Linked DNA regions of Mus musculus: region 1 is linked to region 2. The links are chromatin contacts, called in public HiChIP or PLAC-seq maps. All regions are on one chromosome and are shown on one strand. The core of a region is the stretch at or near the end of the contact, and the rest is flanking DNA. Distances in the headings are between cores, read along the strand shown.

Region 1 (5,068 bases), core at 598-3,097, 1.1 Mb after region 2:
TAAGTCATTACAATAAATTTCCTTAATATATAGAGAGACATTCTATAAGTTCTGTGACTCTAGGGAACCCTGACCAATACACCAGGCCTGACCTGGGTTTCAGACTTCTCTTTCTGTCACGTGCATCTTGCTCACACTAAACGTTGTTGAGTGTGAGCATGGTGAAGCGGTACAGAATTACCTCTGGGCTGGACTCCAGCGAACCCCTCTCCAGCAGCTGACAACCACTGTCTAGTATGTGGGAGAGAGACGTGGTCACTCACTGCTCACGGTGTTGAGGACTCATTTGAAACTCTCAGACAACAATGTTCATGACGTGAAAACATCCCTGCTTACTGTGGATCCAGGAAATACTATTCACTGTGGGAATTAATAGGGTGTGACGTCTTTCTACTCCAATGTCACTGGCTACAACAAAAAGAAGACAGTAAAATTGCCCTGCCTTTAGTCTCTTTGAAAAACTCTTCACCGGCATCTGATCCCCGTGAACGTTCAGATCTTATACCTCGAACAACAAACCTTTACTCACTTGTGCAAATATATTCAGAGATGGCAGGCAGTTTGCACATGCTTGCCCATCTTCTGCATATCTGGGTTCAAGCCCAAAGCACGACTGATGTTACTTAATTTTATGCTCACTGAATTAGTGAATGGCTATACGGCTATACAAATATTGTTGTGCTAACCCTCAAAGATGCTGTCTATATGCATGTGTTAGTTTTCTGTTGCTGTATCCAAAATACCTGAGGCTGGACTTTTTTTTTTTTAAGTGTATTTAACTCATATACTCACCAGAGGCTCAATGTTCCAAATCAAACAGTTCTGGCTTTGTAAGCGCTGGCAAAAGTCCCTGTGATTATGTCACCATATTGTAGAGAAGCGGAAAAGGACTGTATAAGAAACAGGTCAACACATGGTGGTCTTCTTGATGACAATATTCTTCCTTGAGAATTAGTACATTCTAAAAACTCAACATTAATTCCTTCCAAGGGTGATGCCCCAGTGACCTCATTAGTTCCCAGGAGGCTCCAGGTCTCAATGATTCTACCACACCTCATCATCATCACACTGGGAACCAAGTTTCCAGGGTGAAAAACTCCCATGGATTAAAAATAAACCGTATTCATGCTATCACACTTTGAAATATACACGTCAACTGACACAGTAACTATATTGACTGTGATCTATTTTACATAGATCACATAGCACCTCAACTTGGGGTGGCATGGAGGCCTCCTGGACATCACTGGAAATCAGTCTAATATCTTTGAGTCTCACATCTATGTCCAGAATAAACAAGTGTATTGTGGAATCTAAAAAGGGTCTGTCATGGGCGGGATGCTATTGGATCCTTGACCCCAAGTCCAAGATATAAAAATATTAAGGGCTGTGATGTGTGCCATGCACCCCACAGGAGCCTTTCTGGCACCTTCTGCTGGATGCTGTGAGTCTTGTCTCTTAGCTGTGACACTCCCAGTCTGTCTCTGCTATGTCCTGGTCCCCCTTTCTTCTTATCTGTGGAGACACCAGTCATTGAGTAACAGCCTGCCCTACTCCTGTGTGACTCCAACATACTTTCATTACAGACGCCAACAGCTGATTTGCAAATGAGCACAGGGTCTGAGGTACTGGATTGAGGCCTTATGTGAGTGGCCAAAGGAAGGGGCAGTGCCCAGCCCAGGGAGGTCTGGAGGAACTTTGCTGGCTCCTTCCAAGACCCTCACAGAGTGTCTCTGCTGCCTTTCCTGGCTCAGCTGGCTAATTCTCAGCACTCGTTTCAGCCTGGTGGGGTTGCTCTCCATGGCGTTGGTGAGCTCTGCTTTCTCTTCCTCAGCCAGCTCACCCACTCTGCTTCGGGAACCTTTTCTAATCTCAAGTTCAAGGTTGTCTCCAGTCCTGTGCATTCCTTCAGCCTCCCTCCCCCACTGAGCTCTCTAAGAATGGCAGCCTGCAAGGCTATTAACTAGTATGGATCCTGACAGTTAGGTTCTGGACTCTTTGGTGACAGTGACCAAGTCATCAGGCCACCTGCCCATGTCCTTAACCAGTTCTCCTAAACCCGGCAAGAAGGGATGCTGCAGCCGGTAGCTGAGCTCCAAGGAGACCAAGCATTCCCCCTGCAGGGTAGAGGAAGGCAGACAACCTCATGTGACAGAGGGTAGATGCTTCCAGAGACTAAGCCGGTCAAGCAGGCACCATCAGGGAAGCTGAGGGAGAAGGTGTGGGGATCGAAGGCTCTGATTGGGGAAGGGCGTCAGGAAGGTTGTGTGGAAGAAGGGAGGGTGTGAGAAGAAAGGAGATAGGAAAGGAAGCCTGCTATGGAGAGGCAGGGGAGCTTCTTTAGTTCCACTTTTCCTGTAGAATCCTCAGAAGGACCCAAGGAAGGAATGGGGCTTGGGGGATGAGCATCATCTAAATGGTAATGTGCAAGCCACACAGAAGCTATACTGTAAGAATTCTCTCTCTGTGTGTGTGTGTGTGTGTGTGTGTGTGCATCTGTCTGTCTGTCTCTGTGTGTATGTGTCTGTGTGTGTGTGTGTCTCTGTGTCTGTACCCCAGTGTCTGTCTCTCTCTTTCTCTTTCTCTCTCTCTCTCTCTCTCTCTCTGTGTGTGTGTGTCTGTCTGTCTGTCTCTGTGTGTATGTGTCTGCGTGTGTGTCTGTCTCTGTGTCTGTCCCTCTGTGTCTGTCCCCCTGTGTCTGTCTCTCTGCTGTTTCTCTCTCCCTCCCTCCCTCCCTCTCTGTGAGAGAGAGAGAGAGAAAGACAGAGAGACAGAGACAGGGAGCTAGAGCAAAAGAGACAGGCACTGAAACAGAGATTTCTGCTAAAGACCAAGGAGATGATGGAATGAGTCTCTGATGCCAACACAGGAAAGCATACTGTCACAGTAAAACACAACCAAATTAGGACACTAGTTCTGATAGAGTGGGTTCTCCAGCTGTGTGGATCAGCAGCGCCATCTAGTGGGGCATCGAGCTAAGAATCACAATCTTGAGCTCAGGGAAGTCCGATACCCTTCACACCAAAAACTAAGATGACTTCTCTAGAGTTCAGTGTAATTTATTTTAGGTTAGTCTAAAACCCTAACTAGAAAACTCTCCATTTTACCTCTAACATTACTGGGAGGGGTTCTGGGGCTCTGGCTGGCCCAGGCACACTCCATCAGGGCACCTGGCAGGGGGTATCCACAATTATTTGTGCATACTCATGGTCCTGTAAGAATCTGCCTCTTACTTTGAGTTCTAGAAGATTATTTGGGAGAGAACCTTGAGCCTGCTTAGAAATGTTTAGATTTACGGTTTTTGTTTTCATTTTAAAGAAATGGTGATCACTATGTCTATGGTCACTGTTATTTATCTTTGACTGTGGGTGCTTTCTGGACAGTCTTCCCCAGCTCTTGGACTACCAGCTTTGGAATGTAGCTGCTGCATACCTATTGGCATTTCTGAGTCTGCACCAGCTCTCCCAAAAGACTACCTTATTTCCCAACTAGCGGGGTCATCTCCACCCACGTGACCTGTAGCCTAAAGTTACAAACATCTAATCTCAAACTCCTCTCCTTTTCCTTTCTTTAGTTTAGCGCAAACATCCACCCAATCTCTGCACCGGCGTTCTTGGAATTGCTTGTCTCTGTCTGGTGTCTTCTCTCAGGGCCACAGCCGCAGCCTTATAGAAGCACAGGACAGGGATTTCGGAGAGTCCAAGGGGACACATTGATCACTCAGGATTCCAGCCAACATTACCTCAGAGTAGATGTCAATAAGTGGATAAATGACTGTCAAGTCAAAAACATGTCCGTTTAAGCAGCTGTTATATTTAATGTTCATTCATATTTGATTGCATTAAAATTGTGTGATTGTTATATATTATTATTATTCCTTCTTGAGACAACAAGCTTTCTCTATGGACAGCCCAGGCTGCCCTCAGGCTTGAGAACCTCTTGTCTCTGACTCCCCAGAGCTGGGATCATGAGTGAATGCCACCACACCCAGTCTACCTATTTTGTCAGAGCACTTGAGAGTGCAGGGTGGTCATGGCTCACCAGAACCTGAGAACCATAAATTAAGTTATTGAATAGTTGTCAAATAATTCAAAAACAAAATAAAAGAACTTGTTCTCTGAGTTTTGTAGCCCAAATTTTATGATACACTTCATGTGGGAAGTCACATAGAAAAACTTAACAAGATTGCCAGTTTTAGCAGATTGGCTGGAGCTATTCAAGGTTCTGTGTTGGGGACTCAAAGGCTCAATGCTGAACTCAGGCACTGGTGTCATCTGCACTGAGATCAGGAGAGTGGACATATTCAATAATGTGGTAACACTGCCTCATACCGCCATTTTGAAACCCAGTTGTTCAACAATTTTTATTTATTCTTACTAAAGAATAAATAAAAATTGAGCATGAGCCAGGCAGTGGTGGCGCACACCTTTAATTCCAGCACTTGGGAGGTAGAGGCAGGGGGATTTCTGAGTTCAAGGCCAGCCTGGACTACAGAGTGAGTTCCAGGATAGCTAGGGCTACACAGAGAAACCCTGTCTCAAAAAAACAAAAAACAAAAACAAAACAAACAAACAAACCAAAAACAACAACAACAAAATTGAACATGATAGTTGTACCATTAATCCCAGCATGCTGGAAGCTGAGGCAGGAGGATCATAAATTCAAGGCCTGGATAGGCTACAATAGTGAGCTCAAGGCCAGCCTGACCTAGTGGATGAGACAGAAACAAAGCTAAAACCAAACCAAACATCCCCAAAGAATGACATCTTATAAAGGAATTATGAGATAAATTGTGTTATATTTTCAAGATAAGTACTCTTATCTTATGCCACTACCTCAGCGAGGTGCTTCGTCTTCCTTTTGTCCGTGTATGTAAGTAGCGGGATGGGTTTCTGCACATGCGTCCTGATTCTGCCTTCTGTGGCATCACGCTGGTGATAGCCACAGGGAGCTATTTCAACCACAACAATTGGCAGACATTACAAATCAAGACTTTCCCCTAGAAAGCTGATGGCTAAAAATGTACAACACACATACATCATGCTTGTCCAAAGGAAGAAAGAAGTGG
Region 2 (5,166 bases), core at 2,329-4,828:
GTATGTCAGTCATTGTCTAGGCCAGAGGTTCTCAACCTGTGGGTCAAGAACCCTTGAGGGATAAACGACCCTTTCACAGGGGTCATCCTGAATATCAGAGATCCTGCATCTCATATATTTGCACTATGATTGATTCATAACAGTAGTAAAATTACAGTTATGAAGTAGCAACAAAAATAATTTTATGGCTGGGGGTCACCACAACATGAGGAACTGTCTTAAAGGGTCACAGCATCAGGGAGGTTGAACTACCAGTCTAGGCAAAGAGGAAACTAGAAAAATCTGGCACAGCTCAGCTGGGTGCCAACGTCTGTAGCAAACAAGCTTTCTTCTCCTACCTTTCTACCTTCATAAAGCTGCCCCTTTATTAATTATTAATAACCAGCGCTGGCTGATTATTCCACTAATTCAATTCTGCAAATACAAATCTATTCGAAAAAAAAATCACAATAATTTCCATTAAATCATCTAAACACTGTATCGTTTCACATCCTTGCGAATTCTAGGTGTTTTATGCCCACTATGCACCGATTATTAATCATAACAATAAAGATATCAATGTCTCACTGATTCAACCTTTACATTCATTTACCTCCACAGATCCTGTTACACAAGGTCCACAGGTGTCTGATTCCTTGTCAAAGGTGTCTTTCAGGCCCTCCCACCCCTGCCCGTTCTAGCCTCTGAATGACAGGTGCCATGTGACCTATCTTGGTGGACTCATGCTGGGGACTGTGGTCTCTTCCAGAAGCAGCCTTGACTCAGTAAAAAAAGCATCAGGGAAGACACTCCTCTTCTTTGTGGGGCTCTTTGTATAAGGCTGGGAAGGAACTAGAAAACAGGCCACAGGAAGACCTAGAAGCTCTGCTCAAGCAGTAGCTACAAGGCTATACCACACCCAGGGTCATATTTAAACAGCATTTTCTAAAGGAACTTAAGGAATGAACTTGGCTCCTCAGGGCTCAGTGGGAAGGAATCTTCTAACAAGCCCTTGGCCCCAGCCAGGAGGCTTGTGTGTTAAGTACCCTTCTCTGTCCATGCTCCCCTTGAGCACTGTAATCTGGCGCCTGCTGGCACCACTTGCACACTGAGCCCACGCTGGGCTTCCACATTACCCCACAGGCGGCACAACACCCAACACACAGCAGGTGCTCAACAAACCGCAGGCTGGCTAGAAAATAACTCAACCCAGAGGCAGGAGTTGAAGAGGCAGAGGCACCTGTTAGCATGTAGTGTCTTCAGGCTTTCCTTAAGTTATGGTTACCATCTTTTTCCGAACTTCCCACAAGAAACACTTACTGAAATTAATTACTTTAGGCTGGATATGAAGTAAACAAAAACATCCAAGGGAAAAATTCAACCACCCTCAGTGTGGGGAGACACCCGTATATTTGTACATATAATTATGTATGTAAGGAGGCCTGTTTCCGCTCATTTCCAGATAGTCTATGTAATTCCATGATGTCTCAAGCTAGTTTCATTTTGTCAACAAGGGGAAAGCTTACTGAGTAGGCCCATCTTTCTCAGGAGGACAGGCCAGCTCTCCACGGATCCACTTCTATGAGCCCTAGGAAAACTTCCTAGAATGTGGGTGTGCTGTCATAAAGGCCAGCTCTCCCCACCCCAGTCCGTCACCTCGAGCCTTCCGAGTGCTGCAGTCCTATTTCCCTTCTATATTAAATATAACCATTAGCTTTCATTTCTGCATATGTAAGTGTGGGGCCATAAACGACTGGTAATTCTCAACTGCATTCAAGCCTACTGCACTTATGTCAGAAACAAACAAAACAATATAAGCCTCATTTCCTGGTTAATAACTCCCTGTATACTCTTAGGATCCAAGATTGGATATTTGCAGTGGGTATAATTACGTTACTGAGTTCTAATAACACATCCCCAAGACAAACATTTAAAAAACAAACAGGGTAGAAGGAGCATAAATATTTCCAAAATGGTCTGTTAAAAAAAAAAAAAAAAAGGCATGAAGGGGCATAATCAAAAAGGAAATTTAAGTCAGTGTGAAAACTGGAGGTTTAATTTTCCGGTCTAAGTACTTAGAACCGTGGTAGTTTTGTTACCCGGCAACTTACCAATTACGACCTAAAGAGAGTCCCTGAAATTCTCTACAGAATTCTCATCTCAAAACGGGAACCATCAATGGTTACAACGGAAAATATGTGCACCAGTGTTTAGCTTTTCAAACCTCCAAGCTGAGATTTTGTTTGTTTTGAGACAGGGTCTCTCTGCATAGCCCTGGCTGTCCTGGAACTCACTGTGTAGACAGACCAGGCTGGCCTCGAAATCAGAGATCCACCTTCCTCTCCTTGGGGCTAGGATTCAGGGAGAACGCTAGATTTTTTGTCACTCTGTCCAGTCCCTCCTGCTCACCCCCTTTTTCTATAAGCCACCCCAAATGAGAGTTTTCCAGGTAGCTTTTCCATGGTCACAACTGTTTCCCATAACCCCAACAAACCTCTATGTCAAGCCCTGTCAATCCAGTGTCACTAAAAACATTCCCTTGCAGTTTCAAACCCAGATCCCGAGGAAGGTAACAGGAGCGTTACCTATGGATTTCCCGGTAATTCACCGACCTCGGGTGGGTGCCGGGAAATCGCCCTTACTTTGCCCGCCTATCCACCCGGTTATTTGAGGTCAAGGATAAACACAGCTGAAATCCCTTTGCCCTACATTTGTGCACAGAACAAGAAAGAAACCCGAGTGTAGCTTTAGCGCGAACTGTCTCTGCAACAAACTTCTTTTCTGTAAACCACGAAAATAGACAGAAAATGAGAAAGCAAACCTTGGTCCATCCCTCCAGCCTGCAAAGCTGCGAGGTCCGGACCCATTTAAGATGGTGAGTAACCCCGGGGCACTGCACTGGTGGGTGGCCTTCAGCTCTACTTTCGGTTCACAAAGCCGTTTTCCTGGGTGAGCAGGAGTAACGGACCGGGAGTTTCCGCGGATGCATCACCCGGACCTCATGACTGGTGAAGGCTCCGGGAGGGAATGTTTGGGCTTCGGGGGTCCGACACCCGCGGAAAGGCCACGGAAAAGCTCGGTCTGGCCACAAGAGAGGGTCGGGCTTCCACGGAGACCTGGGCTGTGCGCGGCTCGGATGCCAGATGTGCCCACGGCGGGTATGCCCGGGCATCCGTAGGATGATTCGTTGAGGCCCTGGGAGAGGGTCAGAGCTTCCATGGGGACAGGGACCGGGCCCCGACCTCCCCCAGGCCCACCCGCCACAGGCCCGGCGTACCCACGGTGGACTTGCAGGCCTCGCAGAACGTGTCGTCGGTGAAGCGCTCCATCAGGCTGGTCTTGCCCACGCCGCGGGAGCCGATGATGATGACCTGCAGCTTGAAGTCGGCCGGCCTGGGGGGCTGCTTCCTCCGGCGGGCCTGGCCGCCCGACAGCGCCGGGGAGACCGCGCCCAGGCTGCCGCCCGCGGGCCGCCGGTGCAGCGCGGCGCTGGGATCCATGCACGCATACGGCTCGCGCTCGGGCCGCCGTCCGCGCGCCCCGGGCCCCCGCGCACCCTCCACCCGCTCCGCGCTACCGCCGCCGCCGCCGCCGCCGGGAGTAGAGGAAGGGAAGCAGCTTCTCCGCAGCAGCGGTAGCAGCATCCCGGACCGGGAGGGGCAGGAAGCGCAGGCGCGGCGCCACGCGGGACTGGAGCCCGCCCCCTGTCGGTCGGAGGACCGAGCCGTGCGCTCCGCTCCGTGGGGTGTATGTTATGTGTGGGTCGCTCTCCGTCACCCCTGTTCCCTCGGCCCTCCCCACTCGGCGCACTTTCACTCGTGGTTTATCCTCATCGTGCACCGTTCCCAAGAACCACACACTTCTTTTTAGCAGCCCGTCCCAAACGTGTCTCAAAGTGCATATAGCCTGTGATCATCTTCCAGAATTTAGGGTGTTTGGGTGCTGGGGGTCTCGGTCTGGCCCACGCGGGGTTAGGGTGTGAACGCCACTTTGGAGGAAGCCCACGTACCCTGGCAGGGCCGCACCTCTGCGTGCACTTTTCCTGTGGGGCCCCGAGGAATCAGCTATCTTAAATGGATCTTAAAAGTCTTCCTCAGACTTACAGTTCGTAAAATTCAGTGAGTGACATGCACCTTAGGGGAAGCCAGCAGGTAAAAACTCAGATGACAAGCGACCTAAACTCCGAAGGTTTAGGTACTGACTTGGGTGTGTTATTTTGCCATTTCTACTTGAAAGTATTTACGGCTACAGAAGCTTGCCAGGGATTTATTTAGCAAATTCCTTTGCGTGAACTTGAGCACCTCGGAACACAGGGTTCTAAACATGATAGGAGCTGGCATGCTTGCGAAGAATGATCACATTACTCACCAAATTTCAGCCGTATTTAGAGCTAAGTTTACTAATACATAGCGCATGCGTTTGTTTTGCCATGGATGCACAGTTGAAGAAATCACATTATTTTGCAAAAGTAATCCCAATTGGATTTTTAAAAATGTTATAGCCTATTCTAAATTATCGTTCTTTTTTTCTTGGCGGTACTGGGGATGGAACCTAGAGGCTCACATGGGAATGAATGAAAAGACTCTTTTCATCTATCACTGTTGCAAAAACGTCAATACAAAAGAACAACAAAACAATAAGCCATACACCCTGTTGCAGACTCCAAAGGATGATATAAATGCAAGGTATTCAACTGTTCCTAGTAGGCAGGTGACTCTGCATAACTTGTAAGGTTAAAGACCCTGGCATCCAAAATAGTATCTCTTCCCCCATAGGCAGGTCTATAATGTACCAGAATAGTGGATGTCTTAAATGGGGGAGTTTGGAAAGAAATCCACAGGACTCGGGTTCCATGCTTGTTTGCGTCTTTAAGCCAATTATCAAGGTTACTCCAGGATGCTTCAGCACTTTGGCACATACCAGAAAGCCAGTATTACAGGGACGAATGAATGAATGAATGTGAACAAAGTCATCACAGATAACTATATAAAGAAAGGTGGCTGACTTTGTGCTCGTTCTTAAGCCCCAGACTGTGTAATAAAAGGGGTGCTCTCATATCCTGCCTTACAATTATTCCCCCATCATGCCAAAGGGCCTCCAGTTGATAGTACTTTAGCTCACATGGAAAAAGCCTGATCCAGAAGAGTGAGAACAGAACCCAGGGGCTCCCCTGTAGAAAAGGTAGAA

What was found. HiChIP or PLAC-seq counts read pairs in DNA pulled down with a chosen protein or histone mark.
Region 1: an H3K4me3 HiChIP or PLAC-seq map of forebrain shows a contact between it and region 2, with 18 times the contacts expected there. The contact joins the enhancer-like site here to the promoter of Rab12 in region 2. A contact is called at or near these places in 4 of 39 promoter capture datasets (cranial neural crest, frontonasal cranial neural crest, hippocampal neurons and 1 more), 2 of 484 Hi-C or Micro-C datasets (cortical neurons and palatal mesenchyme), 5 of 115 datasets of contacts at active chromatin or transcription factors (SST interneurons, craniofacial prominence, embryonic forebrain and 2 more) and 2 of 9 other capture datasets (adipose tissue and embryonic stem cells).

Annotation. Positions count from the first base shown.
Region 1 is chr17:67,665,239-67,670,306 of GRCm38.p6, forward strand. No RefSeq gene overlaps it. Among named protein-coding and RNA genes, the nearest start is that of Lama1, 29 kb to the right of the region's middle. Within about 2 kb of position 1,848, at least 13 of the 459 cell types and tissues checked have an H3K27ac peak or open chromatin away from gene starts, as enhancers often do.
Region 2 is chr17:66,516,092-66,521,257 of GRCm38.p6, forward strand. Rab12 (RAB12, member RAS oncogene family) reads right to left here and starts at 3,579. Exons shown (of 6, transcript NM_024448.2): 1 at 3,257-3,579. The coding sequence starts at 3,479. It overlaps Gm41608 (a long non-coding RNA gene), which reads left to right. Exons shown (of 3, transcript XR_876914.3): 1 at 1-2,854.